Regions from separate parts of the Cydia pomonella genome. Here region 1 is linked to region 2. Evidence: chromatin contacts called from public Hi-C data. All regions are on one chromosome and are shown on one strand. Each heading gives the region's core, a stretch centred on a gene start, on an enhancer-like site or on the middle of the called end of the contact. The rest is flanking DNA. Distances are from core to core; before and after follow the strand shown.

The links. A called contact is a pair of places that touch in the nucleus more often than the background predicts.
Region 1: a Hi-C map of whole body shows a contact between it and region 2, with 5 times the contacts expected there. The contact joins the promoter of LOC133516440 here to the promoter of LOC133516437 in region 2. A contact is called at or near these places in 2 of 2 Hi-C or Micro-C datasets (both in whole body).

What each region holds. Positions count from the first base shown.
Region 1 is chr3:27,143,490-27,148,240 of ilCydPomo1, forward strand. LOC133516440 (GATA zinc finger domain-containing protein 1) reads left to right here and starts at 2,157. Exons shown (of 3, transcript XM_061849389.1): 1 at 2,157-2,675; 2 at 3,233-3,419; 3 at 3,966-4,159. The coding sequence starts at 2,268. The coding sequence ends at 4,132.
Region 2 is chr3:26,996,140-27,000,869 of ilCydPomo1, forward strand. LOC133516437 reads right to left here and starts at 1,528. Exons shown (of 3, transcript XM_061849376.1): 1 at 1,372-1,528. The coding sequence starts at 1,492.

The DNA.
Region 1 (4,751 bases), core at 907-3,406, 150 kb after region 2:
TTATCAGCCAACATGAGCAAACAACTCAAAATTTTCATCAAATTACTTTTACTTTGCCACACATATGGATAAAATGTAACTTTCTTATCAGTTTTCTCACAAGCTGGTGTGGTGAAATTTATTATTATTATTTGACGTAAAAAAATAGGCGCATAATTTTAAAATAATGAATTTAACCCAATTTATATCTACTTGCGAACGATAACTGAGATGCGGCGACATAAATATCATTAATACCCATCAACAACATCGCATCAATGTACGCGAGTATGTAGCCTATGTGCCTACTATTTATACATATACTAATACTAAATTACAAACCGAAATAAATTTAATATACGAATAAATAATAATAATTTTAAGGGCACCAATATTATGGCCACCCTGCCGCAGGGGTCAGATCTAGAGGACCTAAGATAGGTGAGTATAAGTAAAGTTAAGTATACTTAATTTTAGTAGTACCTAGTTTATAAGTTTTGTTATTGTACTTGTTTATAATTATAATTTACCAATAATAAGCAATACCTAGAAAAAAAAAAAACAAGAAATGACTTTCAGTTGTTTCCAATAATGAAAATAAATTAAATACGCAAAAATCGAAATATACAGTAAAAGCACAGCGACGCTAAAAATACGTAAGTAGCTTGAACTTTTCTCACTAAAGTTGCTAAATGTCGAAGAAATTGAATCCTTTCCATTGAATATGAGCTCTCAGCGGATTTCACTCGTTAAAAGTTTTCATCAAAGCGTACGTATTCGATCTTTTCAAATGACATTTGTAGGGATTTTTAAAGTTTTAATTGGCTTAGTTGGAGTTTCGTTCTACTTATAACGATGCGAAAACTTGTAGGTAAATACGCGTAGCTTTGTGAAAAGAGTTAACACAATATGTTTAGGTAGGTAATTAAAAACAGTGTTTTACTTGAAGATAGGCGTAGGTAACCTTTGCTTTCCACCCTTAAATACGGCATGTGTTTAAAAAAATAAAAATAAATATTATAGGACATTATTACACAAATAGACTAAGTCCCACAGTAAGCTCAATAAGGCTTGTGTTGAGGATACTTAGACAACGATATATATAATATATAAATATGACTTAGGAACAAATATTTATGCTCTTCACACGAATAAATGCCCTTACCAGGATTTGAACCCGGGACCATCGGCTTCATAGGCAGGGTCACTACCCACTAGGCCCGACCGGTCGTCAAAACTACATTAACTTAAAAAAAAAACATAATTTGGTAATTAGAAATTAGAATTCCCACCACATCCATAGCCAATAGCGCATTGGGACAGCCTGTATCCGAAATTGAACGACAAACACTGCCAAGTTTTGGTTTTTACTGGTCTTTTTTAAGGTCCTCAAGAACTACGCTTTTATTAGTTTAGCTATTAGCTACAATTTATTGCCAGCCCGTAAGCTTACAAAATGTATCGATGTTGACAATTTGGCAGCTATAAAGCCTGTTTCAACTAAACATGCCGTTTGATAGCGCCCAACGAGCGTTTCATGCAAATTCACACGCTCTAAATTACCAACGTTTACTGCAATTTGTTGCTGCTTGATTTATAGATCAGTCGCGTTTTGGTTACATACGATTAAAATTAACTAAATGGTAGCACAAATTATGAAATATAAATAATAATTGAAACAGGTGCAGTGCAAAAAAATCTTGTTTCTTATTGAAATGGTCGTCAACACAGTATTTGTAAGAAATTTATAAAATCGCTACATTTTGATCATTTTGATTAGGAAAAGTTAAATAAGGGTTCCGTTTTTTGCCATTTGGCTACGGAACCCTAAAAATTCACGTGATCACTAATTTCTTAGTAGCGACATCTATCCGTAACATTGGCGATGTATATACTGCTCGTACTCTCAATAGATGTCACTACAAATTTACTTTTGCTACTTGACAACAGAGGGCGGTATTAAAGGTACAACTAAACTGACACTGACAGTAAAAACATGATTCGTTTCACGCTAAAATAAAGACTAAATGGCAGAAAACATAGCACCTTTTCGACCTAACTTTATTTTATTAAATTAAAACTTTTACGTTATGTTCAATCATATCTTTATGCTTACAATTTTAGGTACAGCATAAAATGAGCGCGTTTATTACAACATGAAATCAGATTCAAGCTGCGTAAAACGGAAAACTACTGTTCAGGCGTCTTGTTTCGCGTGCCATACGGCAGTATGAATAAATGTTATTTATCCTTCCTATCAGCAATTTATTGAAGGAAAATTAACAAAAATGCCGAAACCAACTTGTGTTCAGTGCGGCGTAAACGATTCTCTTCTCTGGCGGAATGCGGAAACCGGTCAAATCTGCAACGAATGTCACCTCTCAAATACTGCTGCAAAAGAAGGAAGCCCACCTTTTACGTTCAAAACTGAAGTGGAAATTAAACGCGAGGATAAAGACGAACCAGAAACTAAAAATGAAAAGACTGAGGGTGAGACTACACCAGCAAAAGCGACTGGGAAAGGTACTAGGAAGAGTACAAGAGCGACGCGATATAAACCGAAGACCCCCGCGTCCGTGGCTCCAAAATCTGCGGCGCCTCGTGGAAGAGGCCGCAGAAGCATCTTCAAGAGACAACCTTTGAAGGCGCCGACAGCAACAGCCACTGTTGTGACTAGTGATTCAGTATTTTATAAGGTAAAGTCTGATTGTGAATTCTGGCTTTATTCATATTCGCTTTATCAATAGTACCACCAGTTTACATAACCATAATCTAACTTACATGCAATGTGTCACAATAGCTCTAGTTAAGAGGGAAGAATAGCTTTGCGATCCTAACGAAATACATAATACTTTTTCTATGAAATTCCATTTTAGGAGAAAATGGTTTTCACTTAATCTTAACAAATCACTTTGATTTTGATGTTAATCACTTCAGCATAAAATATTTTAGGTATAGATATCGCTACTTAAATAACAAAAAAAAATTTTCATTTGCAAAATTTTAGTTTTCATTTTTTAATGTCAATAACATGCAAAAAAATCATGGAGGACGGAAAATGTTTTTTCTTTTTGTATGGACGGTCACATGCTTATTATACTTCCCTCTTAATACGATAGATTGCAAACAGCAAGTTGTGTTTTAAATAGAAAAAACACAATTTTTTAATAATTATATACTCATAATATATACACTATTTTAATAGAATAAAATTTCTTTACACATCATTATAAACCCAATTAATTCTTTACAGGGCAACTACATGCAAGTGGGCGACATAGTCTCAATGATTGACATTGACGGAGGTACCTACTACGCTCAAATTCGAGGCTTCATGACTGACCAGTATTGTGAGAAGAGTGCCGTTGTCACATGGCTGTTGCCAACTAAAGCTAGTCCTCCTCCCGAGAGTGGGTTTGACCCTGCTACTTATATTATTGGTAAGACATTAGAAGTATTGACTTTATCTTTCAGTCCTATTTGTTACACTATCTTTAATAATTGACTGAGCTAAAAAAAAAGAAGTTATGTAGTTCCCCCTTGCATTTTAATAGGCAGGTCCACACAGAGCAAGCATACTTGCAAGGCAATTTCCGTCATCTCGGCCAAGGTACATCTATACTGGCCATTTCATGCGTGAGGAAATTGCCTCGCTCGTATGCTCGCTCTGTGTGGACCCGCCTAAAAAGAGGCAAATAAAATAAATTATAAAAAAACAGTCTTAAAGTTTTTACCTGTAATAGTACAGCTGAGAATTTTAAAATGTCAATTTTATAAACAACATATTTTTGTATGCTTAGCCACTCCCTACAGTGCAATACATATACCCTGGCACACTAAATTTGTCCGTAACAAAGGCTGCAAATTTTAAAAAATGTAGCGCAAAGGGTTGTTTTCCCAAAGAAAATTTGAAATTTGAGCCTTTTTCTTCTGCCAAACTGGGTATGCTAGAGTATACCTTATAACCAACACATCTTATTTTTTAGGTCCAGAAGAAGAACTGGCTAGGAAGCTAGATGTAATGGAATTTGTTATGCATGCTCCTTCAGACTACTATAAGGCCAGTAACAGTCCATATCCTCTGACCGACAATGAGGTCAACAACTACACTGGATACATTTGGACGTCACTGGAGCCCAGAGAAAGGACATAGATAATTAAAGTTTCTTTCTTAGCTAAATTGATTTTATTATTAACGTGGAAATCCACCTTAATTAACCTCTATCCAGCCTATTTTCTGGTTTGTTATAGTTGTATATTGTATAGTGTTGCTGCAACTCTTTTGATTGGCATATTTATAAAAGAAATAGAAGTAATATACGACTTACATATTATATGCCTGTGCAAATATGGCAATCCTTATGTCTGTGTTTCTGGCAGGGATCGGAAACCGGTATTTTTTGTATGGGAACGAAAACGGTATTTTTTCGTTGCCCTTTCTAATTGGGCAATCTAATAATACGAAGTCGTTATCTAAAAACACAACCGAGTCCTATATTTAGAGTATAAAATATTATACGACATTATTACACAAATTGACTAAGTCCCACAGTAGGCTCAATAAGGCTTGTGTTGAGGGTACTTAGACAACTGTACTAAGACTCGGGAACAAATATCCATGCTCATCACACGAATAAATGCCCTTACCAGGATTTGAACCCGGGACCATCAGCTTCGTAGGCAGGGTCATTACCCACTAGGCCAAACCGGTCGTCACAAGTCGTCATAAAATAAACCGAAATATATGTTTATTTCAAAGTTTTTCCAAAAAA
Region 2 (4,730 bases), core at 278-2,777:
ACGTAGGGCGTCTACGTGCTGGATCTATGTTCTTCTATTCTATCTGCTGGAACCAGTTTACAGGCGCAACAATAGACACCCATGAACCGGTCTCAGCAAGCATTGGGACTATTGTAGAAAAAGTGAACAGTATACCGGTATATGGATTGAAGTTTGGATGGACAATAAGCCTGGGTTATTGCAAAGAAGTCCGGAGACCTGCCATAACAACGCGTTATCGACGCAAGTGACGCGCCTACTAGATGGGCCCCTGAAACTGCCGTCCCAAAGACGACCAGGAGCAACACCGGTGTGATCGGCTCAGAGGTGTTGAGAGTTATGCGCTACTTTCTACCCAGTGGCTGTTAACAGCTACTGTGCACCCCTGGAGCATACTCGTCTAGCTCTTACGAATCCCCTCTGGGCGGTCAATGAAGGCAAGCCAGAACTGAGTATCCTGCCGGTCCCCTTGAGATTCCACTCCGACCGTCGAAGACACGCCGGAGACGGAGACCCTGACCGACTCTCGGAAGCACTCGGGTCCGTGGGGCCGTTACTCCCCAACAGCTCGCCACAAGCTGCCCTGCCTCGCAATATAATTATTTATTATTACATTTGCATTAGTTTACAACTACAAGGGGGAATCGTGCATGGACGGTGAATCGGGTACCGACCTAGTGTTGTATTTTATTAGGTAATTGTTGTGAATAAATACGCCATGTTAACAATACATTTTCTGTATAATATTATTATTGAATTAACATTTGTTATACATACATGTATTGAACTTGTCGAGAATCGCTACAAGACGGTTAACAATAAGTACTTATACGATTTTGAATGGCCTAAATACAGTAGTTATAACGGACCGATTTCACGAACTTGACCATGGACACCTGGCACTGACAAATCTGACAATTTCCAGTACAATTTTGGTTTGATAACAGTAACACTGGCATGTACATTAGAGTAAATGTTTACTTGTTGGACTACTAATGTACCTTACGGTGAATTGTCACTGTCAGGTGTCAGTTTTCGACTTTCTTTTGACAGTTTATGACACGGCGTCCTTGTGAAATAGACATAACAGGAAAATTAACTCACATGAAAATTGATAAGTATCTCAGTACACAAAAATGTCTACACATAAACGCGCGACCCTCCGCCCGCCGGTCCCCCGGTCTTTTTGGAAGCGCGGCGGCACATGAGTGGTCATTTTTTTTAAAGTTGACTACAGCGTATCGAAATGAATATTATAATCCATACATGAAAAGTACGCAATTATAATTTGGTACGTGCACATAGGCATAGGTACATGCCGCACAACAAAAGTAAGTGTCATTTCAAATCTCGAAAACTGATGGAGGTTAAAACATACAAATAAATACTTACTAAATATTTTATAGACGATCCGCCCCACGAACAAATCGCATATTTGCAAATACGACCACACTAGAAACAGCACCATAACAAGAAAAAACAGAAAAACTATCTCTTTCTCGGTTAAAAACATTTTTAAAACATAAGACGACTTGACTTGTCAACCACTTTCAATACAACTCAATTGAGAATACGGCTAAGATTTTAGTACAATATAGAGGTTATGGCTATTGGTTTTGGTCGGGTTATCCAATATATAATCCAATATAGTGGATAAATTAGATGCTGTGAGCTGAGATGTTGGACGGAAGCAGATTATTGTGTGTACATCCGTTGGTTGTATTGGCAATACCAACAATATCCTCCCACTGTACATTACATTGTACACTCTAATTCAATCTTTTTAGAACCATCCATAAGTCAAATAAAGTAGTATTTTTTTTTATTGGTTTCTCTAACAAACAAAATACATCCTAATTTACTTTACAACAAGGTTTCAATTAAAAATAGGGAAACGTGGAATGGTGGGCCTTACCAGGATATTAGATTTATGTTAGTACAGTTATAGTTCTACAGAATCGCGGTAAATAGTCCTCTTAAGTCTTAATCCAATTAGTATTTGTTTGCTACGTATTTATTTGCGATATAAGTCACTATATCGCTATAAAAAGAAATATATATAATAAACTATTTGAGCAAATACGTTTTTTTAATTAATAAAACCACGATCTCACATAATATATTAAAAATTCAGGACGTGCCTGGTACCTGCGTGAAAATTGTTAGGTACCTACATATTTTTAATTGATGATGTTATATTTTTGCTAAAAATGCTCAAGTTTTTCAGGTTTTTATAATTCAACGTGATTCAACTTCATTATAAGGTAGTAAATCAAGCAACTTAAGGTTAGTTATTAACTATATCGGGTGTGGCCTGTAAGAGGAGCAAAAAATTAAACTGTAGGCTGTACTCCTCAAAATGACCAACATCTGTTCAGCAACTTTAAAAAAATACTTTTATTTTAATCTTTAAACACTTTAAAGTTTACTCTAAGACGCAGTGTATTGCGGATTTTGTTATGTTTAAAGCGTGACAATCAACGTCAATTACACTGATAACAAATTACATTGAAGGTAATATTTAATTTGTATGAAAAATAGGAAGTCTAAAGAATTCATAATTTTCAAAAATGGCTGGACAAATGTTGGTAATTTTGAGCCTTCAGTTAAATTGATTGGTCATGTTACAGGCCACACCCGGTATATGTACTAAACTAAAAGCATATTTTGTACCAACAGATATCGAGATGCCTCGGTAAGCGTTGCTGTAGCGTAAGTATTTCCAAAGTATGACGTGCGTGTGGTATATTAGACTTTAGAGATTTTCAAAATAACCCCGTATTCGAAGTTACTCTAATGCACCTAATACCAACAACGCCAGTGTGTGTACATCCCTAAACACTGTGTCATTCTCAACCCAGCTGTAAAACGCCAGAAATTGTTTACCTTCCTAACCAATAATCTTCCTCTCACAATTGCATTCTAAAATAAATCTTAATAACACACCATTAAGGTTAATTTTGCTTGAGACAGTGCGTTTCACGGCAAACGATAAGCTGATAAGCCTATCACAATGTTAACGATAGCAATCATTGTTTATCGAAGTAAAATAGCGAAACCGAACGATTATTGTGGCCTCCATGCCTGAGACATGTTGTATTATGCGCAGTTAAGATTATATATAAAAAAAACAAATCCAAATAAAAGAAAAAGTTTATTTAGTTCAAACTAAATTAAATTATACAAAAACCCTCTTATTCATAAATCTTTACGAGCCTGATTTAGTTAAATTATGTTCTATCCCTTTCTTGCAAATACATAAGTCAAAATGACAGATAACGACAAACGATTTATATCTAATTCAGGCCTGTAACGCGTTTATGAATAACGCTATAAGAGTAGTAAGAACGATATTAAATTAATTTGCACATAATTTCGTGTCACTACATAAAGTGGCTTTCAGAATTACCTACATAGAATACAGTCGCCATCAGATATATCGAAGCGGCCAAGGTGCTCACAAATATCGGAACACACCTGGATTTATAGTGCGTGTTCAGATATTATTGAGCACCTCGGTGGCTCCGATATGTCTGATGGCGACTGTACCACTGAGTTAACTGAGTTGAAGTGATGCGTCGTATCAGAGATACGTATTTTGGCACTCGGATGAAGACTTTCCAGGGCCTACCCTAGGGGAAGTAGTCGAAATGAAAAATAAAGTATTCAACTCGGGTGAAAGCACCCATTCCACCCTCGAAATATCTTGGTTGCATTGGATCACTTTCAACCCTAGGGTATTATAATCTACTTTTTGTGATCCAAGTATTTTTTCGCTAAAATATAAAATAAAAAAGAACCATGAAATATTAAAAATATTTAATCTCTTCTTCCTCCCGTTTTCCCGTCATTTTGCCACGGCTCATGGTAGCTGGAAGTCCGCTTGCAACTAATCCCGAGAATTGGCGTAAACTGTCCTTATTGGGATTAGTCCGGTTTCCTCACGATGTTTTCCTTCACCGAAAAGCGACTTGTAAATATCAAATGATATTTCGTACATAAGTTCCAAAAAACTCATTGGTACTAGCCGGGGTTTGAACCCGAGACCTCCGGATCGCAAGTCGCACGCTCTTACCGCTAGGCCACCAGCGCTTTTTTTAAATATTTAATTACTTTTTTTGTTAGCCTACTTTAGTCTCCCACTGCTGGGCCCTGTCATTGGCATTTTTCCACCATTTTGGATAGAATACGTCCAAGTCGTCCCACCATCTCCTTTTCGGTCTGCCTGCACCCCGTCCTGCGCTATTTATGGTGTTCCGTAGGTCCCACTCAGTAACCATTTTGGCCAACCTTTCTGGGTGCATGCGGCAGACATGTCCAGCCCAGTCCCACTTGACCTGGACGGTCTTGACGCCTACATCTACAACTCGAGTTCTGGAGCGTAGTTCGTGTTTCTGATTCGATTAAATTACTTACTACACATAAACATAAAAACAAATCTCATTAAGGAAGGATTTAGGAAGGAAAGATATCCATATAAATTCTATAGTTTTTTGTCTATGCGCTTTCAAAGTCATCAGCGTCAACGTTTTATAGGTTCAAGTGACTAGTCAAGTAACTCGAACGAGTCAGCTCGACCAGTAATTAGTGGACTAAAAATACCGAGTGCTCCTGGAAGACAATTGGTGGTAAATCAGCCCTGCATTCATTAACTCGGTTTGTTTGTCTGCTTGTAGCGTCAGGAAAACAGTAGGAAGTAACAAATAAATGAATAGACTAGACCTAGGCAGAAGGTGATAAAATAGATCTAC